Linked DNA regions of Bombyx mori: region 2 is linked to region 1. The links are chromatin contacts, called in public Hi-C maps. All regions are on one chromosome and are shown on one strand. Each heading gives the region's core, a stretch centred on a gene start, on an enhancer-like site or on the middle of the called end of the contact. The rest is flanking DNA. Distances are from core to core; before and after follow the strand shown.

Region 1 (2,700 bases), core at 36-2,535:
GCAGTAATGCGTTTCGGTTTGAAGGGTGGGACAGCCGTTGTAACTATAAAACAGAGATTTAGACCTCATGTCTCAAGGTGGGTTGCGGCGTTTAAGTTCTTGTTTATGAGCTCCGGCACGGTGTAATTTGGTTGGTTACCACAACACCAGGACGGCCGTGAATTCGTCGTAAATAATAAAAAAGTGAGTGCATTTAGTAATTATTATCAACACTTAGTGTAAATACATTTGTATCTACATTATATTATGGTTATTTTGTATTACGGGCATATAAAGCGTATAAAATATAGGTACTACATCTGGACATTGCGGATCGATATAGCCAATTATCAAATAAAATACTTAGGTACATTTAAATATCTACATACATACATACCTACCTATTATGTTCAACAACTATAATTATGAAGTTACATTGAGCGATAGCTACTTTATATAGGTGACACTATCTATCATCAGTTACAGGAAAATGAAAGGTTTTAAATACATAGGTAGTTAAATTAGGTATTTGTACAATTTCCTTGAAGTTGATACCATCGCCATCCATCGCATTTTAATGCATTTTTATCATTCAATTGTTCATAGGTACAATATATTTTAGTCAAGCAGCTTTTAACTAAAATAATTTGTAGTTGTAATTAAACATTCTTTGAAGATGGCACATGGAAACACAAAAAGTACTTGAAGATAAGTAAGTATGTATGTGAGCACCTTATTTGTTTAGTTTACTCATTCTATTACATTACATCATATCACATCCCTTTGTTCTTGATGATTGATATTTTATCTTTTATAACTTTACTTACTGTCTACAACCATTGACACAATGCGTTTAGAAATACGCATAATGAAAAGCCGATAACACATTTTCACTTCACCTTACTCATGCAACTTGTTTGATGTTGTGGAGCGGCTATCGAGGAAGTGAAAGTCGGTCGAAGTCTCGCACGTATACAGACTCGTCGCAATATGATAAACGCGGGGTTTCGTTGACTTGCTGCGAATCTCTTTAGGTTTTCGTCCAAAATAACGCATCGTGCTAGCATTAATAACGACTGGCGACACGTACATACATAGCACAGGAAAAATAACAGATAAACAAGTGTGGAACGTGCCGCGTCACCGGCTTACGGGCGGGGGCATGCATGCGATAGTTCACGATGGTTGCAACGACATCGATCGCGCACGCCCCGCGCCTTGTCAACGCTACGATGATGTTTATTGGTCGGCCGGCGTCGTCACGTGACCGGCGCGCTCGACACCCATTGGCCGGCGGCGGCAGCGGCCACGTGAGCGGCACCGGGCCCGCGTGCCAGTCGCGGCGTGACAGCGGGCGCGCCGGGACCGCGCGCGCCTGCCGCGGTCGACATGAGCCTCCTCGACACGCTACTCGAGGCGGCGCGGTACATCGAGCTCCAGGAGCGGCGCCTGCAGGCCGGTGAGTAGCCCGCGCCGGCTGCGTGTGGCGCCGCGCCCCACGCTCTTGACCTTGAGTGGCACGCGGTCGGCGTCCCCCGCGCGCTCCCGGCTCGCCTCACCCCGCGTAAACAAAGAAAGCCTGAAATTCACTCGCAGAACGCCACGCGTCGCACGTTCACCTCTATTCGTACACGCAGAATTGGCCGTGGTTCATAAGGGCTCGTTGTGTCGAACTTCGTATCAATTGGCGGTCTAATTAATATTATGAGTCCGAGCGGCGAAAGAGAGCTCATCGCTCGGCACTTGCTGGTGGTGCGAGTGGGCGGCGGTGTGTACGTGGAGTCGTGACGCACCGGCGCGGCGAGCAGGGGGCGCTGGAGAGTTCGGTCAGCTGATCGCAGGGAGGGGACGCCGGCAGCGGGGGGCGCGGGACGTGTGCACGCGCAACGCCCGGTGGCTCGCTCTGCATTTTGATGTTCATAATAACTTGTCATCCTCAGGACGATACGAATTTTAGAATCTGTATGTAAACTGACTAGAGGAAAAACTGGCACAAGGCGGGGTTGCGTAACGGTGCGTGCTGCCTCGCGCCGGCCATTGTTCGTGATGGACTCGTTGCCTCGGTGTGCATTATCGAAACTCGCGATAAACGGTACCATTTACAACACGCCATTGTGACCGCCCGTGACGCCACATCATTATCAAAGCAGCACCTCACACAAATGTATGACCGATAACACGATCAGGGCACTTTTTCCTATTTTGTTTATATGTTCAACTCGATTCCACCATGACGCTAAAATCAATGAAATAGAAATCGCCTTCGAATAAGCAGCGAGAGTGTAGCAAAGAAAAAAAGGGTCGCACGATGAAACAAAATTGATTGCCCTTTTGAATGTTTAATAATTTAAGTAGTAAGTACATTTTAACAGAAACAAGATCCGCTGAACTCAGATGATTTCAATCTTAATTACCGCTCTAAGAAGATTCTTGTTAAAGAAATAACAGGGAATAAATTGACAGCTATATTTTAAAAATTAAGAATATGAAATTTTGCTAGTCTAAAACGACTTTAAATCTTCAGCTTGGAAATTATTTTGTGGTTAAAACCAAATAATACATTGCACATTCATTCTTGTACAACGCACACAAATAACTTTTTCAATCGTTACCTACACGATTTTCTCTTCGTCGGAAATATACTTGACAATTCATTAAGATTACAACCAACCAATTGAAGCAAGCTAATAAAAGATTATTTAAACGAAATCATTAAAAACC
Region 2 (2,700 bases), core at 128-2,627, 34 kb after region 1:
ACTTTGTACGTTTATTTTGAACCAATTTAATTTTTGACGTTGATGGAAATTCTAAATTCTCGCAACATTTTCTAGTTAAGTTTAAGTCACATCGTTTAAATAATATGTATTTAGATATATTATTGTCATAAAATGTTTAAAATCCTGTAAAGTGGATTGATTTTAACCTTTTCGATAATTTTCAACAACGCCCAAGCTACTAAAAAATCCACTAACCACTAAAAGCCATTTTTGATAACTAAGACGGGGGTCCAAATTCCGAGATTTTATGGAAAATCCGCTAAGCTAGCAACACTGCTTTTTGTTTGTAAAATGTGCGAGAGGGACACCACCACTTAATAATCATTCTCTTTTCAGACCGTTTTTCCTTACATCTTTTGCTATTTAAAAATAAACTTTAAGCCATAGACATAAAGTATATTTTTAGTTTTTATGTCAAACGAAGTAAGCACTCCAGTTAGAATAGTAACTCTATGACGAAAACTCTCGCCTAAAAATCTATCATGTTATCGGTTTTTGTTCCGACGCTCCACGACTTCGATTCGTCTGTTTCGAACGATGTCAGATAAAACATTGACCTTCTTAAAACAATGACGCGTATATTGTCCGTAAGTGATTGTAAACAAGACATGCCAGATAACATGGTCACGTTGTATCTAATGCTCAGCCACGATTCGGGGCGTCTGTTCCGCCGGCACTGGCTCCGAGTCCCGCTACTTGTTATTTGTGCTACTCCGTCGAGCAGCTGATTTTTGGCGTGCCAACTACAAACAAACGGTTGGCACGCGCGCGTGTAGGCCACATGTACTGACGTAACCGTAACGCCTGACCACGCCTTTCTATTCCTCTCTGTCGCTACAATGCGCTAATATAGTCCGTCTCACTCTTCATTGCAGCGTGACTGATTTTGTCTAGTTCAGGCAATAATAACCTCTAAGTAAAAGAAATACAGCACGTTATCGTATAACGTTTAACGAGGTCATATCGTGTTCGTTTGTACTATCTCACTCTGACTGATACATCTGTTTCATTCGGCCATTCACGCAACCTCTTGCCCTCTATGCGATCCTGGTACTTTACCGCCACGTATTGCAGCCGACGACGTGTTTGACATGGGTTTGACAAGTACCGACTGACCGGACCGAGTGAGTGTCCGATAAAATATTTCAGAATTTTCAGAAAATCTGAAACTAGATTACTTAGGTACTGTTTTTCAATTAGTCAGTGGCTTTTTTCAGCTTCATCAGGACGATTTTGTCTCTTAGTTAATATAAAAGTGGAATAACGTGAAGTTTTATTTACAGAAGAGGAACCGAAGTCGCCTGTGATAGTGCGCTCAGCGACGGTGATGCCGGTGACGGCGTGCAACGGCATCGTGAATGTGAAACCGCCGTCACCGGTACCCCCCGCGCCCGCCCTCGAGCTGGTGTCCGCGCCAGCCCCCCACCCCGCACCCCTCATCGACTTCGCACAAGAACATTCCAGGCCGCGTACGACGAGCAACACCAGTCATGGGTATGTGTTCCTAGTAACAGCGCTGTCTAAAACAGCTGGAGATTCGCATCCGTTGTTGTTTTTAATGTTCTGTCATAAAACGATACACACAGATTTTTCGATTTCAATCAAATTAAATTTAAAAATATATAAAATAAAGATACTGTACATTACTAACATCGGCCATAGAAGTTTTTTTTTACTGCCCTGGTAGGCAGACGAGTTTGCAGCCCACCCGATCCGATGCCTATCGCTGTATGGTACATAGTTTGAAAACATTCAAATCGCATTAAAATTTATTCAAATTAACCTTGAATGCTCAAATATTAGTCGTTTGATAACCAGCCAACCGGTCCACGTATATTACACGACCTCTGATTTTGTATGCTGCCTGATACTGCAAAGAGGTCAAGTTGTATCTCCATTGTTGTAATAGATATTATAGAATGAAACATGACTTTAATCTCAGAGACGGAATCGTGAAATCGATAATGGGCTAACGATGTTAAAATTAATCCAACATACAAGTGATTTACATTAAAATGATTTAGAGTATTAACTCATAATTAAATAGTAGATATTGGCGCGAATCATGTCGTGATTACCTCTTCAAAGTAGACTTCTAAACTAATATAGATGCCACTTCAGTATAAAAATAACACTAAATTAATCGATTAAGAAAATCAGGTTCCAGAAACTGAGACTTTTAACTACCTACGCACGAACCAAAGCGATTTCTTTTTAAAAGTGAGTCTTAACTCGAGATATTGTTTCGTCTTATTCCACATTCGATATTATAAAAGTTGTTTTTTGTGTAAACTATTAAAATAGATATTAGCAGCTCGATAGCAAGTTGTATTTTATAGGTAACGTCGATGTAAGGAAGAGCGAGTGTGTAGTAAGTAGCAGGAACATATCGTCTTCTCGCACTAAAACTGTATAATCTCAAAACTTACTAAACTACAAGAGAGTGTTTTAAAAGTTTAACATATTATTATTATATTTTTAATATTAATCATCTTTGCAACAATTATTTTTTTGTTTTTACCAGTTACATTATCTGTCTTTTAAAGTAAGATAAATTATTGTTAATAGTATTTAAAACATAGGAAGACAAAAAAAAATAATTAAAACTAAACTACGCTCTTTTGACAGTATTTATGAGAAAAATACCGGTGATACCAAATCATTCCGCAGATTAACTCA

The links. A called contact is a pair of places that touch in the nucleus more often than the background predicts.
Region 2: a Hi-C map of midgut shows a contact between it and region 1, with 1.9 times the contacts expected there. The contact joins the enhancer-like site here to the promoter of LOC101740085 in region 1. A contact is called at or near these places in 3 of 7 Hi-C or Micro-C datasets (midgut and whole pupa).

Annotation. Positions count from the first base shown.
Region 1 is chr16:12,276,242-12,278,941 of ASM3026992v2, forward strand. LOC101740085 (max-binding protein MNT) reads left to right here and starts at 1,286. Exons shown (of 12, transcript XM_038016501.1): 1 at 1,286-1,438. The coding sequence starts at 1,369.
Region 2 is chr16:12,309,979-12,312,678 of ASM3026992v2, forward strand. LOC101740085 (max-binding protein MNT) reads left to right here. Exons shown (of 12, transcript XM_038016501.1): 2 at 1,305-1,515. Among protein-coding and RNA genes, the nearest start is that of LOC134200360, 4.0 kb to the left of the region's middle. Within about 2 kb of position 1,378, at least 8 of the 8 cell types and tissues checked have open chromatin away from gene starts, as enhancers often do.